2 separate regions of the Sus scrofa genome follow, and region 2 is linked to region 1. Evidence: chromatin contacts called from public Hi-C data. All regions are on one chromosome and are shown on one strand. The core of a region is the stretch at or near the end of the contact, and the rest is flanking DNA. Distances in the headings are between cores, read along the strand shown.

Region 1 (5,770 bases), core at 1,613-4,112:
TGTATGTGTGTAAAACCGACCTGTTTTCACATTCACAGTTACTTTAGAGTCAATTCCCTCACAGATCAGCCGACAAGCTGGGCCACTGAAGCCGCTTTCTTGATCAGACTTCCTGGTTTGCTACTGCTGTGAGGGTCTTGGGAAGGCAGGGTGTGCCCACAAGACACGGCTGTGCCCTCAGCATGGCCATTCTCAATACGGTTAAGGTCCTGCCACACAGCAACCAGCTGAGATGAGGGATGAGGCTGCTTTCTACTCACCCGTTTCTCTAATGTTTAAAGAAGAGAAATGTGGAGTTCCCGTTGTAGCACAGGGGGAACGAATCCAACTAGTAACCATGAGGACGCAGGTTCAATCCCTGGCCTTGCTCAGTAGGTTAAGGATCTGGCACTGCCATGAGCTATGGTGTAGGTGGCAGACGTGGTTCAGATCTGGTGTTGCTGTGGCTCTGCTGTAGGCCGGCAGCTACAGCTCTGATTCAACCCCTAGACTGGGAACCTCCATATGCTGCAGGTGTGGCCCTAAAAAGCAAAAAACAAAAAAATTAAAAAGAAGAGAAATTTACTTTCTTGTAATAAACGGAGAAAACGCAAGGTTTTTCCCACAAGAAACATCCTTCTGCCTGCTTAACTTTGCTTTACTTTCTTGAGAGAAAGACCTAAGACTACAGTTCAAGAAATCAGGGAAGCCAGGGGTTGCCAGATGGAATTTCATCATCCTGTGTGTCAAGACAGGAGAATTATTATCTGGACAGCTCTTCTCTGTTCTGACTCTGGGACTTTGAGGGTCAGTAGCAGCAAAGGGCAGAAACGCACATCTGACCCAGTGACTGCATCCCTCAGTCTGCCGTCCACTAGCTGTGACACTGGGCCAAGTTCTTAAACGCTGCCTCCACCCCCTTTCCTAGAAAACAGAGGTGATAACAGCAGCTACCTCCGAGGGAGGTGGAGAGAGTGCAGGAGGGAGGCACAGGGAGCAGCACTTAGCAGACAGAAACCTGGCCCTAACTTTGGGCCACTGATGCGGAGAAAGGCAGCAAGTACCACGTGACATTCAGAACAGGGACTTGGGCATCTGACTCCTGGCTCCACTGGCCCAGCTGCAGTCCTGGACAATTTACTTAACGTTTCTGGCTCTCTCATCTGTAAGATGGAGAGGAACGACCAAGGCCTCTACCTCACCGTGTCCCTGCGCCTGGTGAAATAAGAACACACGTGGATCACCCAGCAGCGACTGCACGTTTTAAGAGCTCAGCACCTGGAGGCAGCTGTCATCTATTAAAGACCCGGAGTGTTGCTAGAATCCTCCGGCCCAGGTTCCCGCTCTGCTCTCGCCCCGAGCTCGCCACCGCCTGTGAAAGACTCCGAGCACCGACACAGCGCTCCCTCCGGCCTGCCTCCGCAGCTCCCGGGGCCCCGCAAGCCCTTCTCCTTCTCTCCACTCGGGGAGGCCCTGCCCTTACCTCCCGCAGAACCTTCCAGTTTTGGGAAAAGTCCTCTGGTGCCTTTGGAGGCCGCACCGCGACCCCTCTGGGGTCGTTCCCCGGCTTCGTGCTCGCTTCTCGGGCTTTGTTCTTCCAGAACCTTTTCTTTCTGTTTTTCTTCCGACTCGGCTTCTTGACGAGCCCGGGCTCAGGCGCCGGGTCGCCCGGGGCGCGCTCGGGGGCCAGCATCCTCGCCTTCGCCATCGCGGCACCGACCCGGCCCCCGCGCCCATCCACGGCGGCGCCGCCGCGGCCCCGGAGCCGGGCTCTGCCCGCCGAGCACGGGCCCCGCCGCCCCTAACTCGCCGGCCCGGGGAAAAAACACCAGCGCTCCAGACCCCGGAAGCCGCCCCGCGCGCGTCTCCGCACGTGCGTCCCGGTCCCCGGAAGCGCTCGTCTCTCCGAGGCCGGCTGGAAACCCGGCCCTCGCCGCTGGTTCCGCGCGGCCGGGAGCGGGGCGGAGCTCTCGGTCCCCCAGAGGAAAACGGCCGCCAGCCCGGTCGGCGGCCCGGGATCAGGTTGGGGTAAGCGCGGGAACGCACCGAGAGCCCACGCGGGGCAGAGAAACGCGAGCGCCGGAAGGGACCGAGGGGGCCGCCGTCGTTGTAGCGCCGCTGCTGGGCCGGCGCAGCACTGGCGCAGGCGGCCGCCAGGGGGCGCTGGGCGGCCGGGCCTGGAGCGCCGGAGGCGGAGCCCAGACTCCCCCGGCTTTGCGACGGGAGACGGAGGCTCAGGGATGAAAGGGGGTCCCCAGGTCGCCCAGCCTGCTTTACCAAAGCCATAGGGCTGCCATTTCCCATAACAAAAACGAAGCATTGCATTTAGCGTTCTCTGTTATTTTAACTCACGAGCACACCTGCCTGGCCCTGACTGTACCTCGTAAATAACCTACATTAGACCTCTGCACCCCGAAGCTTCGGTTCCGGTCTCTGTATGTGCCTGGGAGCCTCTGGGGAAATACAGGTACTAAGTCAACAATCTTGGAGAGCAGTAACTACAATCAAGATGATAAAATGAGGTGCTGGGTTATGAGGCCCCCAAACAAGATGCAAGATGCCCAGAAAAACAGGAATTTCAGATAAAGTCTACTTTTTATAAATATGTTTCATATAATAGCTGCAGTATTGGGGGCATACTTAACACACACACACACACACACACAAAATCCGGAGAGTTCCTGTTGTGGCACAGAGGAAACGAATCCGCTAGTGTACCTGAGGATATGGGTTTGATCCCTGGCCTTGCTCTGTGGGATAAGGATCCAGCGCTGCCGTGAGCTGTGGTGTAGGTCACAGATGCAGCTCGAATCTCCTGTTGCTGTGGCTGTGGTGGAGGCTGGCAGCTGTAGCTCCAATTGGACCCATAGCCTGGGAACTTCCACATGCTGCAGGTGCGGCTCTAAAAAGGAAAAAAAAAAAAAATCCATTGTTTATCTGAAATTCAAATTTCACTACTGTCCTGATTTTTGTCTTCTAAATGTGGTACCTTCTCTCCCTGGAATGGGTGGGGCACTTAGATGGTGCCTAGAAGGAGGTGCCATTTGAGCTGAAACTCGATTGAGCAGACCAGCGGCCAGAGGGAACAGCAAAGCATTGGATGTATTTGAGGCATGAAAGGCAGGCTGGTGGGGCTACAGGTCTTTGGGCACAGGGGGGAGGGATGGGGAGGCAGGCAGAGGGCCGGACAGGGGCCAAACCTTGGATTATAGGGCCTCTGAGGCTCAGGATGGAGTTTGGACCTTTTCTTCTAAGGAGAAAGGGGAGCTATGGATTGTTTTGAAGAGGGGGAGTGATGAAATGGGATGGGGGGGTGGGAGAGAGGGAGAGCAGGCAGCCCTGTTGGGAGCCCATTCCAGTTGCCCAGGCCAGCGAGGAGCAGCCTGGATTGGGGCCACGTGTCGGTTTGGGTCTGTGGGAAGCGGTTCCAGGGATGGAGTTGGGAAGGCACGCCTTTAGTTGGGGTGGAATGCCTGCGGGAGGTAAAGGGCGGGGCAGGGAGTGCCTCACACCTACTGACCCTGAGGCTGCAAAGTGGGCCGGCCCAGGTGGATGGGCAGGTGCGTCTTCCCTGGTACCCAGCCTGAGGAGGGGGCTGAGGCAGGCAGGGACCAAGGCCGATTCTCACCCCCACCCCCACCCCCACCCCATTAGCCATCCACTAAGATGGGAGAGGCACCCCGAAGGTGGGAGAGAGTTGTATGAATCTTACAAGTGGAGCGGACCTCGGGTGGCCTGTGATGCTGAGCGCAGTGGATGCCCCCAGCCGGGTTCTGTGACTGGCACAGACCAGGCAATCGCGGAGCGGGAGGGAGTGAGGACAGGAGACTGGAGACACAGATCCTGGGGAGCAGGGTTCCCAGAGAGCAGGCGGGGCGGTGCCTCAGACTGAGCCAGGGTACTCCCACATGGGTGATGAATCCCCTCCCCCGCTCCGGGCTCCCAGGCGCAGGACTGCAGCTCTGAGCCAAGGCCAGGTTGCGGCAGGAGGAGCCTGCAGGCCGCCCAGCCCCGTGGCCCCTGCCCTGGGAGGAAGTGCCGCGAATAAACACTGCCTAACCGTCCAGCGCAGCGGGTCTGTCACACTCCTGCCGCCGACCAGATCTCAGCCGCCAGGCTCTCCCGCCCCCCGCCGGGCCAGCAGGCTTTCTGAGGATGAGGGTGAGAGACCTTCGCCTCCGGGGGCGATGCGTGCGAGGAATCCTCACGTCTCTCTTCCTCCTGGGCTGCTGGGGGCTCTCCCGTTTCCCGCAGGTGGGTGGATCCACGGATGCGGTGCCAGGCCCCTGGGAGAGGAGGGGGCTGCCCAACAACCCTTGGGTGGAAGGGGAGCAAAGCTGAACTTGGACTTCAGGGGACTGAGTGGGCTCACTGGACAGGGGGTTGGCCTAGCGCCGTCCCCTGGGCCGGCAAAGAGCAGACACCGTCTGTGGTCTACGCGGACAAAGACGCGAGTGGCCGGCCTGCCTTCGCATCCTGGGGCGCATCTCTCCCCACTCCCCTCTGCCCCCTCCTGGCCTTGTCCCTCTCCCACCTCCCCCTCTCCCTCACCTCCCCTGCTCATCTGCTCTGGCTTCCAGCTATTTCTTCAGGCTTTGGAGCCGGAGGAAGTGACTGCTTACCTTGGCCCTGCTGCCGCCTTGGAAGGTACCTGTCCTGGCATCGTCCTTGCAAAGGGAGTGTCTCAGCGCCTGGGGCATCTCACCACTGGGTCAGGGGGCTTGGCTCCTGGGTGGCTCTGTTGGGAGGAGGTCAGAGCCGTCGCTGGCGTCGTCGTTGCCCCGCTAATGAATTCCATTACTTCTTGCCAAGTCGATAAGACTTGGTCTGGGTGTTCTGGGCTGAGCTGGGGCTCTGACCCCGGGGTTCTGCTCAGTATCTCCAAGGAACAGTCACTAATTAGCTGGGCCTCCTTTGGGCTGACTGATTTTCAGGAACTCTTGCGGTTTCTGGCCGGGGCTGTAAATATTTATCTCTTCTGTGAGCGACGAGATGGGCGCTCGGGTCCAGCTCCAGCCAAAGCCTTTTCCTGTCACTCGTGGGCCATGTCTGTGGACTCTTCCGTGGCGCCAGCCCCCTTTCCCAGCAGGGCCATTGGTGAACTTGATCCAAAGGCTGGTGGGGACGGGAGCAGGGCGGGCTAGTGGTCAGGGTCGAGAAAATCGGGGATGTCCCACTGGTGGCTGGTTTCTTTGTGGTCCGTGTCAGATACACACTGACTGATGCCAGGGGCCGTAATGGGGCGGGCAGTGCTGGAGGCCGGTGGCTGATCGTGGGGTCTGGGGGCTGGGAACGTGTCTATCTCATCTTCCAGGTCCCCGAAGCGCTAGGAGACCACAGCCTGGGGTCCCCAAGGCTCTGGGGGCCACCTTGGGGTGAGGGGGAGGAGGGCGGGGTCGGCCCTGGGCGCCTGCTTTCCACTGAGGCTTGCACCTGCCTCACCTGTCGGGGTTCAAGCCGTTCCCCCGTGTAACAGGTGTTGCAAGGCGAGGCTGCTGTGCCGAGCTCTGGTCGGGTTCCCCAGCATCGAGCTGGGAGGAGGTGGACTTAAACCCAGACTCCGGGCTCTAGGCCAGGCCTCCTCCCCACCGATTCTCCCCAAAGGGGAACGTGTCTGCTTTGGGGGCAGGTAGACCTCCCGCCTCTGAGCGGCCCTGCACAGTTTGCAAGCTCATTCACAGTCCCGTGGCTTGAGCCTTGGCCCTAGGTCGGGGGTCACTGATGGTTCCCACGCTCTGGGTGGGAACCTGAAGCCCCAAAGATGAGAACTGCCTGCCACGGGCCTGCAGGA
Region 2 (5,770 bases), core at 2,253-4,752, 260 kb after region 1:
GTGTCAGCTTGTGAGATGGGGGCTCAGACCCCCTGGGAGAGTGGCCCGCAGCCTGACTGCTAAGGCCGGAGGCCAAGTGGGCGATTCTGTCCATCCAGTTCTGGAGCGGGAGCCGAGGGAGGCCAGGGACACAGAGAGCCCTGCAAGGCTGGCAGCCAGCTCCCTGCCCCCCACCTGGCGCACTGGGTGACTTTGGGCCAGTCGCCTCCCGCATGGGCGCCTATTTTGCTGTTTGTACAGAAGGGGATTGGACCGGCCCATCCCTGAGGCCCCGAGCAGCTTTTATCATTTCTGGAACATTCCTCTCTTGGGAGAGCACGTGGGCACAGCCCCAAACAGGCTCTGAAGCGGAGCCAGAACAAACCACGCTGCGCTGGGCACCATGGAGGGGGTGGCAGTGGGGAGCGGGTCTCAGTGTCTGTCTGTCTGTCTCTGTCGGGGCCAGACACCCCCTCCTGTGGATGTCACGGCCTCAGGTCAGGAAGGGACGAGGTTAGCAGAGGAGCGGGGCGCACTGAGCAGAACCAGCGCTGCCCCCCACCCCACCCTGCCCAGCAGCTGGGGTCTCACAGGGAGACTGCCTGCCTCGGGGGCAGGGAGGGCGTCACAGCAGAGCCAGCTGAACACCCACAGAGGCCCCTCCGAGCTGCCACCCTGACCGCCACCTGCAGTGCTGGGGCCACAGAACTGCGCCAGGGACCAGACCCCAGCTCCGCCAATTCCTGCTGATCAGACGCTGCCAGAGGGCGCCTGTATCACTGGCCCAACACACAGAGGGCGGTGGGCAACCGGAACACCTCCCAGCTCTGATATCAGCACCCCCTGCCCCCCAAGCCTCAGCTCGGGTTTGTTTAGTGGTTCCGTGCACAGACCTGATTCTGAGAAGTGATTTACTTCCACGGACCTGCTCCCTGCTGCCGGTGACATTCACAGCACACACCCCCGCCCCGGGGTAAAGGGACAAAGGCTGCTCGGCCAGGGTCGGATTCACTCCAGCTCCTGGTGAGTGAAGGATGCTGCCTGCCCCCCCGACACGCACATGTCCTAGTTGGGACCATCCCAGCTCGGCCCCACCCCCTGGGCAGCCTTGCGGTCCCTCCCACTCCCTGCCCTCAGTGTCCCCATCTGCAAAGTGGGATCATGAGGTCCCGCTGCTGATCCCAGAGCGGTCAGGAGGATCTGGCAGGACCGTGGGACAGGAGATCCTGGACACTGTAAGGCTGTGGATCCATCAAACCCAGAGCCCCCCCGCCCCAAGCACCACCCACCCCCACCGGCAGCCTTTCTCCCTGTCCTTCCTTACTGCCGCCTCTTCCAAGAAGCCCTCTGGCTTTCAGGGAAGGCACTTTCCAAAGAGCCCTCCTTGTTGACCCCGCCTACCCCATCCTAGGGCAGCCCCCTGGCCCCGGGCCCAGCACACACTCGCCTGATGTCGTAGCCGTGCATGTCCTTCTCTGGGCGCCCGTGGACGATCCAGTGGGCCAGCTCCTGCCCACAGCCACCGCCCAGCATCATGCCTGGCAGGAGCGGAGCCACGGGTCTGCGAACCACCCCCCAGGGCCCCGCACCCCAGTTCCAGCCCTTCCCAACCCCAGGGGCAGCATCAGCCCCTCAGCCCTGCGTGTCATGCTGGGGTCCACGTGCCCCCCACGCCGGGACCTCACCCCCTCTTGCAGGCCTGGCCCGTCTCCACCCCTGTCAGGGGCTCCGGTGCCCCTAGACCCAGCCCCCCACCCCAGGGGAGAGGCCAACCCGCCCTCTCTCAGGGGGATGTTGGGGGCCGGGGGGGGGGAGGTGAGGCTGCCCACTCACCTGCGCTGTTGAACCCACAGCCCAGGAAGAACCCGCGGAGCTCGGGCGCCTCCCCCATCAGGGGTTTGTGGTCCGGCGTGAATGACTCTGAAAGGGAGAGAGAGCCCTCAAGCTCCCTTCCAGCCACAGGCTCCTGGGTGGGGTCTCCCAGGAGGGCAGTCACGGAGGCCAGGGTGGGCAAGGGCCTCCTTCCTCCAGACCCCCGCCCTCCTCAAGACCCAGCTCCATGCCGCTTCCTCCAGGGAGCCTCCCTGATTGCTCCTGCCATGTTCCCCAGCTCTTCTGCCCCTACTGCCAGAACTTTCGACCTGAACTGGGTTCTGCCTGGCGGGGCCGCCACTGTCTTGTGATCTTGGCCATTCTCTTGCTGGTGAGCCCCCATCACCATCTTCCGGCTGTGTCCCTGCCGGGCATTCTTGCCCTCTAGGCGCTTGATGCATGTTCGCCAGTGCATGAAGGACTGTTCGATTCTTTGGGAGAGGGGACCAAGCCTTCCGCTCCCATCTGCGGCCAGCCTGCCCCAGGCCGAGGCCAGGGTGGGGAGGGAGAGGGCCCCTCGGGCACAATTATGAAGAGCTGGCCTTTGTAGCCATGGTCGCGGTTCAAACCCGGCTTGACCTGGGCTCAGAGGAGCCTTAGTTTTGCATGTGTCAAGTCGGGAGCCTGGGACTCACCACGCAGGGCTCTGAGTGGGTCCGTCTACAAACTGCGCAGCCCACCTGCGTGAGGCCAGCCCTCGGCCGGGGAGGCAGCTCCAAACCAGACCAGTGCCACCCTGGGGGGGCTGACGGGAGGGTGGGGGCCTCAGACACATGTGTCAATAAGCAAAAAACAGGTGTCTGGGAAGAAAGCACAATGGACTAAGGGCTCTGGCGGGACGGGAGGGTGGCCGCTCCTGGCCGCCACCCTGGCGCCATCAGTCCCCCGGGTCACAGATGAGGTGGCCGCGCTGCACGGGGTCTCAGTCGCCCCAGCCGGGTCCTTAGCCTTGTGCACGCAGGTCACAAGCGCAGACGGGCCGACCCCGGGCTCTGCTCTTGTGTCTCTGAGCTGAGGGAGGCCGGCCAGCCCCTACGACCCTGGAAGTTCCAAAGATCTCGGCTTCCCTCGACCCCCCAGGGCAGAGAGGCTGCAGGGGAGGGTGGGGAGGGGTGGGAGAGGAGGGCAGGGCCCAGGGGCAGGGCCTCGGAGGCCCCAGGAGGGGAGGGAGCCCCCTGAGAAAGTGGCAGGAGCTTCCCGGAGGGGAGGGAGTTGGCTCTGCGAGGGGCTGGGGGAGGCCAAGAGGGCCCAGATGGGGTGAGAGGCTGTGGCCGCGGCTTGGGGGAGGTGAGAGCCAGCGGAAAGCAGGGGAGGCTGTGGTTTTGTTCGGGGATGGCCCAGTGAGCCCTTGGGGCTTGGGGCGAGATGGACTTGTTTCCAGGAAGTTCTGAACAGGCCCCCCCACCCCAGGAATTTGAGGAGCACGCTGGCAGGAGGGGGGTTTGGGGGGCGAGGGTGGTTGGATTTTTAACAAATGACTCAAGAGGATGCAGCACCGAAGGGGGGGCCCCCACCTGGGCTCTGACTGACCGACCTCAGAACGAGAGGTCCGAGGTCCGCCTGCCCCCAGCTTCCCTGCAGTCAAGGGGGCCTGGGACTGCCCTGTCCTGTCCTGGAGGCCGAGGGCCATTGACCGGCTCGTCCTCCCTGGTGAGAAGTCCTGACGTCCCCTACAGCCGGGAAACCAGGCCCAAGCTGCCCCAGTGGGCGTCACGGGCCATGGCCCTCCGTCTAATTAAGACGAGTTTGCTCCCGGGTTATTGGCACTCCCGGGATTTCTGCAGGCCTGGGTTTCTCACTCTCAGTCCCACGCCAGCCCCGGGAAGCTGCTGGGGCCTCTAGTCATCGGCCCAAGCCCGCAGCCTGGCCCCCCAAGTCCCCTGTGGCTGTCGGGGAGCTCCATCTGCTTCCCCCAGGAAAGCTCCCTTCTCACCAAAGGCTCCTTCACGAACCGAACAGATGAAAGCAGCAGGGGCGGGCAGCTGTGTAGACGCCAAGTGCACCGGGAAGGAGGGGGCTGGACACCCCGGCAGGCCACAGACTGGGTGTCGGGGCCTCCCCTCCCCTGGCCTGGCCTGCCCCTCACCCCGCCTCGGACAGTGGGAGAGGCTTTGCCCCCCCCCCCCGTGGGTTCCCGCCGCATGAGCTCTGCCCGGCCCCCAACAGGCGCCCTGCTCCTCGCAGGCCGGGCGCAGGGCAGGTGCTTGGCATTCGGGAGCTGAGTGGACGTGGTATGAGCTCCTTCACACCAAAGCCCCCTTATGTTGCCCCTGGGCTTGCAGTCTTATTCTGGAATCTTCTTCGTCTGCACACAGCCCTTGAGACCCAGCTCAGACTGCTGGCTCCTCACTGCCCACCAGGATCCCTTAGTGCCCTGGGCAAAGCCCACGATGGCTCTGTCCCAGGGTGGATTCTTGGAGCAGTCACCTCTCCCTGAGCTGTGAGCAACTTGCGTGGGGACGGAGTCTAGCCTGGCCAGCGGGCCTCGCGAGAATAAACTAGAGGCCTTAGCGGATGCTTCAGCTCTGGGGTCCGAGCCTTCCCCTGCTGGTGCTCCAACCACCTGAGCACTGGCCTGCGGGGCAGGGGCAGGGGCAGGGGCAGTGCATGGCCAGCCAGGCCGCTTTGTTCATGGCCTTCCGCTCCAGCCTCCTTCAGCTCTGCTTGCCCGGGGTGCGGGGGGCGGCTTAGGCCTGTCCACACTGTGTGGGTGTGAGACCCTGTCGGCCTGGCTGCCGAGGCCGGAGAGCAGAGGGGGGAGGCCCATCCGGAACTGGGGTCGGAAGCCCTGTGAGCATGGCCCCAGGATGGGGCTTGGCCTCCTCTCCTCGCTCAGCCTCACAGGGACCTGGCGGGGAGGCGGGGGGCTCATCCCATCTTACAGACGGCCACACCAAGTGCCAGGGACAATAACGGGGGACTGAGGCCGGGAGGGGACATCAGGAGGGGCTCACACTGGGGTGTGGGGAGAGGCCTGGCCGGTGCCCGTGGGCAAAGCTCTGCCCAAGTGGAGCTCAGGCCCTTGGCCTGCTGGGAGGAGGAAGGGCCGCCCCGAAGGCCCCGGGCGGAGGCACGGCCGTCCAGGGGCGGGCTCGCCTCCCCCCTCACCTGGGCCGCAGACCGTGGACTTAATCCCTGTCTTCTCCAGCACCGGGACCCGGTGGATGGCGCCTTCGATGTGCTGGCCGAACACGTCCCAGTCCAGGTCGAAGAGGCCAAAGGCAAACTTGTCTGACACCTGGGGAGGTGGGCAGGGACCTGCCCTGTGACAGCCACCCCGTGGGAGTGGCCACCCCTGTCTGGCCAGCCTCCGAGGTTAGGTGGGGGACAGGGCTGGGCTGGTCTCCCCTCCCCACCCTGGGGGGGGGGGCAGTCTGCTCCCCGTTCCCTCCCGGACCCAAGCCCACCTGCTCTTCCCTTGATTCTTGCAAAGGCCCCTCTCGGGTCAGCCCGCTTCCCACCCTCCTTCAACCCGTTCCCCTAGGTCAGCTCATGCCCTTGCTTGTTCTCCAGCCTCCGTGACCCTCCACGGCCGGCAGAATCCTACACGCGCTGGCCCGGCCCGCGTGCACCACTGGCCCAAGGCCACACGAAGCTTCCTTCAGTTCCTTGGAAGGGCAAGCCGGAGGGGACCGCGGGCCTTCACCTCCACCCGGGGCAGCTCCTCCGACGCCCTCTGTCTGCAGGCCTGTGCTCAGACGTCCCCTCCTCCGGGAGCCCTGCCCGACCACAGTCGGAGGACATCCTTCCACTCGGGCCTCGCGAGGCTTATCTTTAACCTGCTGACTTCACTCGGTCAGGTGGTGAGTTAACTTCACACTCAGATCATCCTCCAAAAGTGCGTTACTTCCTTGCTTATTTATTCCGTGTCTCCCCACCAGAATAAAGGCCTCTGGGGAGAGGGACTTTTCTCTTGGAG

Evidence for each region. Hi-C and Micro-C count contacts between places; a contact is called where the count stands out from the background.
Region 2: a contact with region 1 is called in a Hi-C map of mesenteric adipose tissue, with 2.0 times the contacts expected there. The contact joins the enhancer-like site here to the promoter of ADAMTS13 in region 1. A contact is called at or near these places in 10 of 47 Hi-C or Micro-C datasets (embryonic fibroblasts, fetal heart ventricle, fetal skeletal muscle and 7 more).

Annotation. Positions count from the first base shown.
Region 1 is chr1:273,020,093-273,025,862 of Sscrofa11.1, forward strand. It overlaps ADAMTS13 (A disintegrin and metalloproteinase with thrombospondin motifs 13), which reads left to right and starts at 2,863. Exons shown (of 33, transcript XR_002338121.1): 1 at 2,863-4,233; 2 at 4,560-4,626. It overlaps REXO4 (RNA exonuclease 4), which reads right to left and starts at 1,861. Exons shown (of 8, transcript XM_003353698.4): 1 at 1,463-1,861. The coding sequence starts at 1,687.
Region 2 is chr1:273,274,584-273,280,353 of Sscrofa11.1, forward strand. It overlaps SARDH (sarcosine dehydrogenase), which reads right to left. Exons shown (of 21, transcript NM_001253922.1): 8 at 4,960-5,089; 9 at 1,813-1,899; 10 at 1,427-1,517. Among named protein-coding and RNA genes, the nearest start is that of SARDH, 17 kb to the right of the region's middle. Within about 2 kb of position 3,503, at least 4 of the 83 cell types and tissues checked have an H3K27ac peak or open chromatin away from gene starts, as enhancers often do. A contact at or near this core is called in mesenteric adipose tissue, where this site is marked.